2 separate regions of the Anas platyrhynchos genome follow, and region 1 is linked to region 2. Evidence: chromatin contacts called from public Hi-C data. All regions are on one chromosome and are shown on one strand. Each heading gives the region's core, a stretch centred on a gene start, on an enhancer-like site or on the middle of the called end of the contact. The rest is flanking DNA. Distances are from core to core; before and after follow the strand shown.

Region 1 (6,834 bases), core at 3,670-6,169, 280 kb before region 2:
TATGGTTTCCTTTAAAGGTATTTGTGCTTGAAAAGTCTGCATTGTATTAAATTTGAAGCTGAACTTAAATGCTGTAGTATTTGGCTCTCTTTCAGAAGGATAACCTTTGAAACATAATTCCCTAATGTAGAAAACCTGCTGTTAAGCATTGTTGTTCATCTATAAATAAGGTTTTATAAAAGAGATTTTACTTTCCACAGCTTTTATTAAAACAAATTTAAACCCAGCAACAGTGTCACAGCTTGGGTCATGCACGTGGTTGTTTATCCAGCCCTCTGCTGAGCCTGTTGCGCTAAGATAAAAAATTTACACCTTTACAGATAACCTTATATAATGTCAGAATGAGATTTTAGGATCAGTTCTACCTGTGTAAAAAGAGATCAGAGCTGTATTTGTCACGTGCTCTTTGTGGCTCCAAAGTTGATATTCATAGTCAAGGAAACTATCAGAGTGCAGAAGATCTGCCACTGGTTGTCCTAAGGGCTAACGTTTCTGCTGTCATTACCCCAACAAGAATGACAGAGCAGAGGCACTGCAAACTTCCCTCATACATGGGCTCACTTTTATCTTGCACTGAAATTGCGACCAGTTCAGCGGGAGGGAGCGGTTTGAAGCATTCAGTTTTGTTTGGTCCTTGGCCTGCTGAAAGCTGCTAACAAGAGCAGTGCTTGGTGCCAATTGCAATGTTTTGCTTTGTTTTTCCGTGATCCTGAAAAATGTCTAGTACAAACTGGACCATGACCACCCACTCATTTCACATGAGCCACAGCTCACTTGCCAGATGGCAAAGCCTAAGGAACATAAGATTTACTACAGCAGATCCGTCCGTCTGTCTGTCTGCTGCGTTCTGTTGAGCTCGGGGTAAGGCACCCCCTCCTCCCCTGGCTTAGTCAGCACCAAATCGTGGTGTGGGGGGAGCGGGGAAATGCTCCTGTGACGACTGTGGCAACTGCTTATAGTCAGAGGTATGGCATTTCAGTGTCCCATCTGACTTTGCATAAATAGAGTTTGGTTTTGGTTACAGTTAATCAGCCCTTTTCCTAGAGAAACATTGCATTATAATTTAGTCCCAAGCTGAGTTCTAGAAAATAAAAATCCCCAAGAGGTGTCCCTCCTCCCTCTCCACTCTCCACCCCCACAAAAAAAAACCAAAAAAACAAAAAAACACAACTTTTTAGGCCTCAAGTCAAATCTATTTCTGTTGCTGTATAAAACCTATATTGAAAAGGTTGTTTTGAGCAACGCACCTTGACAGTATGCCACATGAACTTTGCTTTATTAATGATAATGTACCAAGGTGAACCGACTGAAAATAAATACAAATTCATCAAAGTGCAGCTGCCCACGGTGCTTTTGTCCAAGCTGAATGACATGCCTACAGTAAGGCTGACAGTAAACCAAGTTAAAATGGAAAGTTTAATATGCTAGATAAGATCTTTTGAAGTAAGCTACAGTGCTGATCCAGGAAGACTCAGACTTTGAATTCAGTGAGCCTTAACACACGGTCAAAGTCTATGCTTTTGGTCTTTTAAAATCATGCTGTCTGGCAAGAGGTTAGTAGTATTTTTGCCTCACATCTGTAAAACTTAGAGAAGCGGAGTTAACACAAAACTGGTGCATTATAAACTTGATGTGTTTCAGACACCCCGAGTTTTGCAGTTCAAATTTGCGGAGTTGAATACGTGTTTTTAATCTTACATTCACCAAGAGGAGGAAAAAGCAAACAAGATTATTCCAAAGAACCTTATTTTCCTATTTTCTCTTAGCTATTGTAAGTGAAGGATTGTGCGTTGGAAGAACGAAAGGAAAGAGCAGATCCTTTCCTGAGCTCCCACCCCGAGAAAGGATGCCTTTATGAAATTATGAAAAGGTGGGCTGTATGTTGTGTGCGGCGTGTGATAGCTCACACTGACCTCAGATTTGTATCCAGGGGACCCTTGCAAAGAGTACTGAGTCCTTATTTCTTGCCTATATGGCAGCTTCATCATTTGTAATGCTTTGGGGATGCCTGTGTCTCGGTGATCACAGAAAGTATTGGCTCGAAAACAAAGCTTTTAAATGCTCTACAGAGGAAGAAGTGGAGCATGTGGCATGCTTTCATGGTGAATGTTTTGATAGTTGCTCTTGCTTTATGAAAAGGTGTTTTGATAATTACAGTTGCTGTGTGAATTGCACCTTCTTGTCTAAGAGGAATGTGAGTGGTGTCTCCTGGAGCTGTTTAAGATACAAAAATTGGAACATCTTTACCTGATAGGAATAGTTACAATAAAAATTGCATTTTAACCAGTAGAGAATATTTTCACAGTTGATAAACCCAGAATTGGCGTTGAATCCACCCGAGCTTGTAAGCAGTCCTCTATGTTGGTTTGAGGGAAGCAACCCATCAGTAAAAGGTGAAATCGGCCTTTTGGCAAGCAGCTTTTTCCAGTATGTGTTGTCTTTGTGAAGATCATCTATCTCGATCTAAAGCTGCCTTTTACTTGTGTCTGGGAGGACTGCATGACACTAAACAGAAGATGCAAGGCGTGCAAGATACCTTGCCACTTCTTCTGTGGGTTTTTCATGTGTTCACAGACAGCAAGTCTGGCAGGGACTGCAGGGAGTTGTAGAACCCTGTAAGTCCTGTGTGTGTGTACATGGATACAAGCACTAGCAGGGAGAAGACATGGGCTTGTGCTTTGCTGAACTTGGTCATCTTGGAAGAAGAGAAATTGCCTGCTGGGGTTCTGTGGAACAGCCTGCAAGGGAGGTGGGAGCCAAGAAAGTAGGGCGGGATTTGTGGTTCTAGATCCTCTGTGCTAGTCAAAATCACTTCATAATTTGAGGTGCTGATAACTGCCAGGAGTTCTTATGTTATAAATTCAGCCTTCCTTAAAGTCTCTAAGGAAACTCTTTCATCAGGGTCAGCTGTTAAAGAGGAGGTAAAGGCCCAGTTTAACTATATTCACTACCACTGTTTTCTCACTGTTTTTTGTTTTTCTCCCCCCTCCCTGCACATGGCTTGATAGTGCTCATGAGCACTGAGTAAGAATATCTTTAGGATTGGCCACATTGACCAGTGTTATGAATGAAGAGTTGTGTGCTCTAAGACACCCACTGATACTTCCAATCTGCTTTTAAGCCTGATTTTCTCCACCTTTTAAGAGCTGTAAAGAGGGAGACTGCACCGGGTGTAGGAGTCTGTATTTTGAATCTGTGTAAGATGATGAGCCTTGGCAATTTCAAATGCAATTGTAAAGAGATTTGCTGAATAAACAGCACAACTGTAATTCAGTTTAACCCATGTGAAGGACACAAGGAAGAAGTAAAGAAAGATGGGGCAAGGAAAAGGCTTTGTTTTCCTAAGTTTAAATCAGGAGTCTAATCTTATCAGTGACTGTTTACTTCGCTCAGCCAAAACACAATAAACTATAATCATTCCGATCGCTGCTTATTGCCAGGTGACGGGGACACAGAAATTGCTATCACCTAGTTGCCCTTTCATATTCATGTGATGGGAGTTGGAGATCTTGGACCTTACTAGCTTGGTGAAAGTTGCAAACGCCGTCGTTTACTCAGCACTTGAAGACATGATGTTTGCGGACAATGAACTCAGCCAGAGGTAGTTTGGCAGCCCTGTGATAAGGGAGCATGGAAAAGATTATTTTGCCCTGTCCCTTCAATAATTAATCTCTGTACTGAAGCTCTCATTGTTTAAAGCTATAGCAATAGCAGCATTTGGAAACAATACATTTTGTTTAAAACTAGACAGACTGCCATGGGATAAGGTGTGTGTATGCGTACGTAAATGTTTTCAACATTCAAATGCGTATTGCAAAATAGATAAATACACAACAGATAAATGAAGGGGGTTTTAAGTAAGAACTCTCACTACTGCAAACATATTACTGTAGCAAAGGAGACCTTTCTTTTTTAATTAAGGGACAGCAAATACTTTCCAGCTGTATTTACTTGTGCCTGTGTTTTGCTTTGTTTCACCCACGTTTTCCCAGTAGAGTGAGTAGCTGAATGTCAGCCCTCAGAACCGTTGACTTTGTTCACCTCTTTCTCTTCCCTTTAAATAACACAATGCTCCACAGCATCGTAGCTGTTTAAGATACAGAAACTTTAAAATCTACCAACTCTTCAGTGCCAGGCTTCTTTCAAAGCATTAATGCTTTAAAATTAGTATCCTACTGCTATATGATTTGCATGGATGAGCAACTAGAATGGCAACTAGCATCCTTGCTTTCTGTTATTGTCCAAGCTGGGCCTTACTTCACCTCCAGAAGGTGTGGGAGTGAGGTAGCAGCAGCTTCCTTTGTTTTATTTCTTGTAAGCTAGGCAATGGAGGCTGGTGCAAGGCCCCTCTTTACTGCAGAAAAAGTCTTCCTCGTTTATTGTAATTACATGCTGTTTTCCTCCACACCAGGTCAGTAGTTCAGGTAGACATGGGTTTGCTTTGCTTCCACTTTGAACCTGAGCAGAGGCACTGTGTGGTAGCTTGGTCCTGGCATGGTGCTGATGCAGTTTCCCTTCTGCCTGGACCACAGCAAGGCTGTTTGCCTGCCAAAGGTCATAAAACTGTACCTGTAGGTCTCTCAGACTGCATGTAGTATCAAAGACCGATAGTCCTTCTGTCTGTCTGTCTATTGCTATCATCGCAACACTGAGAGAGAAATAACAAAGCATCCTAGTACTGTTGGCCTGTGGAAAGCCCCAACTTTCCAAACGCAACCCTTGCTTCACAGCAGTTTTACTTAGAGCAGTTTTCTCACAGCCTTTAAACCTCTTCATGTTGATTAATCATTTTCATGTCCTGACTCATTCAATCTTAAGGAAATAGCTTCAGGTTCTGGCTGCGTTGGGCTGTAGATCAGGCAGGCTGGATAATAAATAGGCTTGTTGTTGATGTGTAGAGGGAGGGAAGCACTGCCAGGAGTGTCTAAGCATGCCGTGCTGAGATGTTGGCAGACTGTTGCCAGGGGCTGCTGTGGATCAGCCATGTATTCAAAACAGGATGTTAATTGAAAAGCCTTTTTATATGTATTATGAAATGTTTGTTTGTTTTCACATTTTTCAGGCCCTGCAAGATGTATTCATTATTAGGTTACTCCATTTACTCTTACTTTAATGACTCCACTTAAAGAAAGGTGCATAATGCGCAAGTTACATAGCTACATCACCTCAGGCTGTGATTTTTGTCACAATTCACGAGGTAAGTAAGGTTGAGGCTGGTCAGTAAATGGATCGGCAACCCCCCTAATCCGATGGTTGTGTGTGTGGGTAACACCACATGCTTCGGCAGCAGTTGTTGGCAGTTTGGTTATAGACATGCTTCCCTCTGAGTCAGTGTCTCCCAGGGTAAAAGATTACTGCTGGAAAGGGCACGTGATATCAACGAGATGCAAAACCAGGATTTCAACATCTTATACTCTCTAAAGCACTCATTTTTTTTCTTCCTCTCTCTCTTTTTTTTTTTTTTTTTTTTTAAATATCTGTGTGTTCCAGGTAAGTTCCAAAAGAATGCCTTCATTTTCTTTTGTGAAATTTGACTTGGCAGAAGGATTTTTGCATTCCCATTCATACACGTAGTTACTGCATTGTATTGTACATTCTACTTAAAAACACATTCTTAGTGACAGTGATGCATGCAATTCACTGGGGGAATGAATTTCTTGACAGTATGTGGTAGGATACAGCAGAATGTAATTTATCAGTATATGAAAAATTATGCAATAGATTTGATATATATATATTCTCTATATATTTTCAAATGCACTGTGTGTTAGCATTTCTGATACTCCCATCTCCATGAAGATCTCTTAGTTTATTCATTCTCATATATATACATAAAAGATCTTAAGAGAAGAGTGTTTTTTTTTCTGGACTTAGAAGGTGGTAGCTCCAGTATGGCCAAATCATAAAGAAAGTGGGGAAATGGCGATTTTTCTTCCTAGTGTGTTACAGAATATTTTACTGGACTATGAAATGGACAGTTGGTTTGGATTTCCTTTTTTCTTGCTTCTGGTGATCTCTTAACAGACAGTTGAAACGAGTACCGTGTCAAAGGTGACTTTGTTCTTACCTTATAGGAAGGAGTCTGTCTTGTAACTTTTGCCACTATCAAATCCAAGATAGTTAATATTGTAAATCACTGGGGCAGTCCAGCAATGATACAGCTCCGAGATATCACCTGCTTGACCTCTCATTTAATGCCCCATCTGGGTGTGTTTCCTTCAAAAAACCGAAGTCCCAAATGTGATCAAATACAGGTCACAGAACAAATTATCAAATGCTAGGGTGTGGCCTTGGTAGTGCACTTTGCTTCATAGATGATCTAGTTTCAGAGCAAAAGTGCCTTATTATCCCCTTTATTGAAAGGGACAAGAATTATGAGACCAGGACACTGCAAGGAAAAACATTCTTTATGGGAATTCCTATGGGAAAATACCCTATGGGTGGAGAGAAAAAAAAAAAAACTCAGCACATCAGAATGCAACAATACAGGCTGGAAGAAGTGCTAGTTGGCTTCCATCTATTACACAGACAGGGAAATTAGCTTACCGTAAAAACTAAAATATCTGCATAAATTCTTAATGTAACAACTGCATTTACATACGCAGCAAAAGATAACAAAATTCAGAAGCAGAAAAAATATTGAGTTTGTACAGGATGACCTTCCATTTTTGGTACAGAAAACACAACTCTCTGAAACCAGATCTACTAAAAACATCTTTTTCTAAATTTGATTTTTATGGATATATGCACTTTTTTGCAGGTTTATTTAGTATTGATTGCAAGGGAAGGTGGCCAATATCTGTACTGGGATCTAGCTCTGCCACAGTTTTTCTT
Region 2 (6,901 bases), core at 1,978-4,477:
GAACAGTAACAGGGGAAAAAAATTACATTCATTATTCTCTTTGTGCCAGTCCCGTTCACCTCGGCAAGGAAAACTCCAAACTTGGAATACAGAAAACGCAAAGACAAACTGTATTTGGAATGTCTTCAGATAGGCACTTTGAGCCCAAGGCTTTTCTCCTTGAAGAAACTATACAGAAAGAGGAAGAAAAAGGTCTTCCTCCCACGCTGTCTCGCAACAGAGCTCAGGTATGTACATTCTAAAGCCCACACAGGCAAGACCCAGGGGAGGGGAAGAGAAGAGGAAAGGCAAAGAAGCACATGAACTCAATTTGCAGTCCAACACAAAAAAAAAAAAGGGGGGGAGGAAGGGAATTCTAAAATAAATAATCCAAACACAGTTTTTGCATTTTTTTTAAATTAATTTTTCATTTTTTAAAATAAAATAACCAAAAAAAGTGTAAAGTTACAAAAAAATGTCATTGTAGTATAATATATTAAACTGTGGGGAAAAAAAAAGGAAAAGACACTTCACAATCTTAAGATTAATATGGAAGATCATAATTTAAACATAAAAGAATATATTCTATGGATTCATCATCCCGATAAATATGAACAAAATTAACAAAAAAGCATAGGTTTCGGCAATAAATACGTTTTGATAAGTTAAATAAGCTTTTTTATATTGTTGTGCAGTGACAAGCAAAATTTGCTCTCCAATTTCTGAAGTTATACAAAATTAAAAACCCAGAAAAAAAAATAATAAAAAGCTTGGCGTGAGTGCTCTAAGATAGGTCTAAAGTACTCTAGAGCAAAAACCATTAAAGCTATGTCTACTGGAACTTTGTTTACACAAACTTGTGTGTGTGGAATGACTTCCGTCAGCCCCACCCCCTCTATTTCTTTATTTGTTTTTAAGATGTCACATGAATACACGGGGAAACTTTTAGCACCAAAATCGAGTCTCTCATAGTCCCATCTCTTTTTTTTTTCATTTTGTTTTTTTTTTTTTTCATTTGCTCGTTTTCCTCCCAGTCGAAGTCCCACTCGTGTTACAATCTTTGTCCGTTCTCAGCTTGTCTTCCCGCAGACCTGAGTGGATCCAGGCAAGATGAGTCTGTAAGGGGGGAGAGCGCGCTGGATGTTAACGCCTGCCCACGTGCCTGCAGCCTAGCGGGAGCTGGCCAGTCGGGAAGGGACTGGGAGAGGGCGATGCAGTATGCAGCCAGTGGAGGGAGCTGGATCCGGACATTTCCTGCACATCTGGAAGTGCACAGAGCTGCTGGTGCCCTCTGCAGCTGGAGAGGTAATACAGTCACAGTGAAAGCATTAAAAGGCACTAATTTTTGTAAACGTTATTGCTTTTCATCGTAAATTTGGCACTTAAGGTTTAAGCCAGTGGGTCTACGACAGGCAGGTGGACACGTTAACATCCAGCTCCGACTACGGGGCCGGGGGAGTTCAGCTTAACATCGTAATAGAGGTGGGGGGGAGCAAGAGGAAACCCCAGATTAGTCGTCGGAGATGGAGAGTCTGCTGAAGATGGGAAGACGTCTTGAGGTGTCCAGGATAGGGGAATCTGAGCCGCTGTGGCTGCTGCTGGAGCTGCTCAGATAGCCCTCCTGGTCAGAGAGGGAGTCCTGAGGACTGGGCGGCGAGTCAAACAAGTTGGGGGACTCGGACATGGGCCTGAACAAGAACGTGGTGGGGGAGCTCCCGCTGGGCACCTGCACCCCCATGCTGGGGGCGAAGAGACTGACCAGCTCCTGGCTGGAGAAGGTGAAGGGGTTGCTGGCGCAGTCAGGCAGGGTGGGGGAGCCCAGCAGGTCGTCGGCGCTCAGCATGGGCGGCGGGGTGATGGAAGTGGGGCTGTCCAGCAGCCCGCTGGCAGCAGTGCTGGGGAAGCCTGCGAAGCTGAAGCTGTGCTGAAGGCGGGGTCTGTCAGTGACGGCGGGCTCCCGGCCGCCCGCCACGGCACGGCGCTCCTCGGCGTTGTGGATGAAGTGGCAGCGCGGCCCGTAGGGGCAGAAGCCGATGGTGTGGAAGGTGCGGCAGAGCTCGGTCTTGTACTTGGGGTGGCGGGTGAGGCTGCGCAGCTCGTGGATGCCGTGGGCGAACTGGCACTTGTCGCCGTACTTGCAGGCGCCGTTCTCCTCGAAGGGGCGGCACAGCTCCGTCTTGTAGCGGCTGGAGTTGACCTGGCCCCCGGGCTGCTTCTGCTGCAGCAGGCGCTCGCCGCCCTCGGAGAAGGAGCGGTCCCGAAAGCGGCTTTCCCGGGGGCCCAGCATGGGCGCGGGCTCCCCTTTCAGGCTGCTGAGGAGCTGGTTCTGGTGGAACTTGGAGTTGGGCAGGGTGACAGAGTGCCTCCTAGGGAAACCCCCGCCGGCCGGGGTGCCCACCGCCTTCCTGTCCAGCAGGCACCCGCTGACACCCGAGGGGCTGTAATTCAGCATCTTGTTGCTCTGCGGGCAGAAAGCAAGCACCGGTCACTGCCACCGCCTCAACGCAACTCTCCCCGGACGGGAGGCGACGCCGGGAGCCCTCGGAGGGCTCAGCCTCGGCGGCACAGCACGGCACAGCACAGCACAGCACAGCCCCCTGCACGTCCCGCCCGCCTGCTAAGAGCAAAGCAAACCCCGAGCCGCCCCTACGACCACCGTGGGGGCGGCTGCTGCGGGAGGAGCCCCCCGGGGGGAAGGCGCCGAGGGCTCGGGCTGCTCCCAGCCCTGCTCGCTGCTCCCCGCCCGGGCACGCTGCAGCGGGCGGCGGCAGCAGCTCGGCCCCCGCCCGGCCCCGGCCCTGCCCTGCCCGGCCCCGAAGCGGGGAGCAGGGAGAGGGGCCCGGGCTGAGCCCCGCCCGGCCGGGGAAAGTAAGGAGGAAAACGCAAAAAAAAAAAAAAAAAAAAAAAAAAGGATAAAAAGTAAAGCAAAAAAAAAAAAAAAAAAGCGCAGAGAGCCCCTGCAGGCGCCAACCCGGAGCGCGGCCAGCCGGCGCGTTTACCTTGCATAAAACTTCGCTCAGGTCGAAGATGGTGGGCGACACCAGGGCTGTGGACATCTTCGGCGAGCGAGGGGGGAAGCGGCAGGGGCGGCGGCAGGCAAGTGGAAGGAGTCGCGGTGTGGGTAAGGCGCAGCCTCCAGCTCGCAGCCTCCAGCGCTGCCTCCCCCCGCTGCTGCTAGCGCTGCCTCCGCTGCCGCCACCAGCCCGCCGCGCCCGCTCGCCGCTTCCAGCGGGCTCGGGCAAAAAGCTCAACTTATAAAGTTTTCCGACTTACCCCGGGAGGAGGAGCCGGCGGCGGGAGGAAGGGGAGGAGGAGGAGGAGGGCAGGGTGATTGACACCGCGTCTGAATCACCCGGGCGGGCAGGCCCAGAAAAAAAAAAAAAAAACTTCTCGGGGGAGGGAGCGGGGGGGTGAAGAAGATGGGAGGGGGAAGGGAGGGGAAAAAAAAAAAAAAAAGAAAAGGAAAAAAAAAAAAAGAGCGCGTCCCTTCCAGAACAGCCCCTGCGGGCAGCGCTCCCCTCCCCGCCCCGGACGCGGCTGTGCGCGGCTGCTGCGCGCGTGTGTGCGCGTGCCCGCGTGTGTGTGTGTGTGTGTGTGTGTGTGTGTGTGTGCGCGTGCAAGTGCAACGCGCGGCCCCGCGCAAAAGCCGCGCAAGTCCCGCGGCGCCCGCCCCTGCAGCTGGGGGCCCCCGGCAGCCCCGGGCTCGCTTTGTGCCGGGCTCTGCGCGGGGAGCGAGCTCGCAGCCGCCTTCCCGAAGTTGCTAAAAGGCGGTTTTAGAAGGGTGCTCGGTGCGCTCTGCCTCTCTTCTCCCCGTATGCTCTCTCCTGCCAGTCCCCTCTTTGAGTTGTAAAACTGAAAAAAAAAAAAGACTGTGTCTCTGAGCAAGTAATCTGTTCCAGATTTCAGTCGGCACAGTGTGATTCATACCGATATTGATATGGCGGGGGGGTGAGGGGGGGGGAGGAGGACGGGGGTAGTTTCGGTGTAAAAAAAGCCAAACGTCTCAAGGCTTCCTGATAGCAGGCTGCCTCAGCGCCACGGCGGCTGCCCTCCGAGGCGGCCGAGGGGCTGGGGGGGCGAGGGGCCCCTTGCCGGGGTCCCCCTGCCGTGGGTCCCTCCCGGCCCCCGCAGGGACCCAGCGGCCAGCGCCTTGAGGACTTGAAGCAACTCATCCGCTTCCTCCGCTGTTTGCTTTAGAGTCTCGGGAGCCGGACTTTGAACTGGCGGCTGAGCTTTTTCCCCTCCTTCGCTCTTCGAGAACGGCCAAAACAACCAAGGAGAGGAACGCCCACGGGCTCTGGCTATGCCAGAGTCCTTTCTTTCTTTCTTTCTTTCCTTTTTTTTTTTTTTATTATTTACTTAGGGAGAGCAATCAGGTTCCTCGAATTTCCTTCTCTTTCTAGTTTCTTTTCTTTCGCCTTGGCCAGAAGCGAGGAGTAACCAGGGGAGAGACCAGTCTATTATTTTCTGCAGTTGTTTACTGATTCTGTAGATGGTGCTTGTTCCCAGGGCTCCGAGCCTCTCTATAATTAAACCCATTTTAATTGTTAGGTTAGAAACGTCATTTCGGGGACTTTCCAAGAGTTACCGAGAAAGCCGGCCGAGATAACTATTTCACTACTGAGTTGCTCTGAGCCGTTTTTGTTTTTTTCTTTTTCTCGGCTTCCTCCCTGCTCCCTCTTGTGCTGAAATGTGCATATTCGCTCGCCCCACGCGTGCGTATGTTTTGGAAACTTGGGGTTTGAGGTCGCGCATTTCCACGCATCGAGCAGCGAACGCCGAAGCCGAGAAGGAATTTTTTCCAGTGATTTAGCTTGTCAAAACCTGACTCCGTGGTGGTCTGCTTTGCATTCAGCGCGCACATGCTCAGAGCAGGAATTTAGCTGCTCGCCCCACCTCGTGGCTAAAAGTCAGAGCCCTCCAGGCCAAAGTGGGAATTTGTGTGGGCATGAATTCACACCGACTGGAGGAATGAAAAATCAGAGCCTTGCACCTTCTGCCAGAGCCCTGCAAGAACTTTGATAAATGGAAATGAATAAAGATAGGTAAATGAATAAATGAAAGTAAATTATTAAAGGAGGTTACTGAAAAAGTGAATGAATGCATGCCATGCTCATTAGCCACCCTGTGTGGGGCATGTTCCAGCTGGGACACTACTGCTGGGCCCAGGGAACGGCAATAAATGTCCAGGGCTTCTGAGCCCGACCCAAGTCCCTCTTCAGCACAGGAGCAGCATCTGTAGCATTCTCACTCCCCAGTTCTGGTGCAGGCAGATGCTAAACTTGTCTCAGAATAGACACAGATAAGGGTCCTGGTCCATGCACGCATCCAGCCGAGCAGTTATAAACTGCTTTCCAAAATTGGAGCTGGCATACGCCAGAACGGCCCGAAAATGGGGAACAGACTAGGGGACTGCAAATGAAAACGACAAGCCGGGAGGTTTAAAGAAGTACTTCTTCAAATCGCGCGTGCACGAAGCTGTGGGCTCATTGGCACATGATGCTGTGGAGGTCAAAAGTATAAACGGGGTCAAAAAAGCAATTTGACAAATTTATGGAGGAAAAGTCCCTGGAGGTTTACTAAAGCCAAAGGCAGACCTGAACTGTGTGTCGCTGGACAATGCCCAGTGAAGTACTGCTCTGTCATCCCCCTGCACTTTCCCCTGAGTATTGACTGATTTTGGCGGTAAGAGGAAGGCTAAAACAGACTCTTGATCTGACCCAGTACAGTTATTTTTACATAGTCCTGGCCTGTCCTTGCGCTCTGTACTCCATCAAACCCTAATGGACTCCTCTGGAGCATGGGTTGTGTGAGGAGCCTCGCAGAAGCCCCTGAGGCGCTGGCAGGGGCTGACCCGAACCCTTGCTCCCGCACACTGAGCCACTTTACCTCCCAGCAGCTCATGGCGCTGCTGCAGCCAGACACACCTTTTCCTGTCATCTCCTGCTTTTCGTGGGCCTGCGGACATCAGCGGGAGGCCTCACTGGGGCAGCCAACGCTCCCACCGTGCAGGTGGAGCTGCGTACCCTGTGCTGGCTGGAGGTGGGCCTCGCACGCGTGGCTCTCGCGGCACAGTGTGGAGGTGTCCAGGCCGGGCAGGAGAAGCTCCACGCTGGGAAGTAGAGGTCAGCGCTGTCTCGTGCCTGGGCCACTGGGCTCAGCTTCCCGTTCTGGCCTCTGCGAGAAGCTGGAGAAGAGTCCCACGGGGTGGCTGTGCTCTTCACTCAGCTGAACTCCCCCTTGGGGTAATAAGAGGTTACATGGGGCACCACATATAAACTGAACGCAAGCGCCAGCTTTGTCACAGGTCCGTCTGGTGATGGTACGGCTCCCGTAGCTACAGGAGAATATCGCTGCCTTGAGATGCCTCCACATGCCTTCACCTGGAGCCACACACCAGTAGGAATTATGGGGGTCTGAGCCGAGCAGGGGTTACTGAAAAACAGCACAAGTACAGAAAAGTCGGAATGGTTGAAAACAAGGCTTGGTTTGGTTTGTTCCCACCTTGGCCTCTTTCCAAGGTCTCAAGCTAGGAAAGGGAAGTGCTTCCATGGCACAGAAAGGGAGTTTTGTAGGGGTGAGGGGTTTTCCCTCTGCTGTGGGGGCCAGGGGTATGTGGGTGTATCTTATACCACAGACGTGTCTTCCTCCAGTGCGGGGCAGCTAGGGGCAGGACAAACCTCCCACCCTTATTTCTGCTGGGGGTGCAAGAGGAGCCGAAGCCTTGTGCAGTGGCTGTTCGTATCTTGTGGGTCAGGTGCTATTTTTGTTGGCCGTGCCTCTGGAGGTGGAGGTGCAGCAGTGCCTTTCTTCTGCTGCCCGCAGGCTGTGTCAACTCCAGGCACCTTCCAGACGCTGTGGCCCTTAAGGTGGAGTAGGCGGATGTCAGCGTGGCTATTCTGCGCCTGCCCTTTGTCGCCTG

The links. Hi-C and Micro-C count contacts between places; a contact is called where the count stands out from the background.
Region 1: a Hi-C map of subcutaneous adipose tissue shows a contact between it and region 2, with 2.4 times the contacts expected there. The contact joins the enhancer-like site here to the promoter of ZFP36L1 in region 2. A contact is called at or near these places in 2 of 8 Hi-C or Micro-C datasets (small yellow follicle and subcutaneous adipose tissue).

What each region holds. Positions count from the first base shown.
Region 1 is chr5:37,685,891-37,692,724 of IASCAAS_PekinDuck_T2T, reverse strand. The region is part of intron 8 of RAD51B (RAD51 paralog B); the gene reads left to right. Among named protein-coding and RNA genes, the nearest start is that of TMEM229B, 180 kb to the left of the region's middle. Within about 2 kb of position 4,919, at least 2 of the 8 cell types and tissues checked have an H3K27ac peak or open chromatin away from gene starts, as enhancers often do. A contact at or near this core is called in subcutaneous adipose tissue, where this site is marked.
Region 2 is chr5:37,401,060-37,407,960 of IASCAAS_PekinDuck_T2T, reverse strand. ZFP36L1 (ZFP36 ring finger protein like 1) reads right to left here and starts at 3,227. Exons shown (of 2, transcript XM_038179267.2): 1 at 2,979-3,227; 2 at 1-2,440. The coding sequence starts at 3,035. The coding sequence ends at 1,490. It overlaps LOC119717004 (a long non-coding RNA gene), which reads left to right and starts at 3,585. Exons shown (of 3, transcript XR_011809715.1): 1 at 3,585-6,378. RAD51B (RAD51 paralog B) reads left to right here. Exons shown (of 14, transcript XM_072038849.1): 14 at 1-747.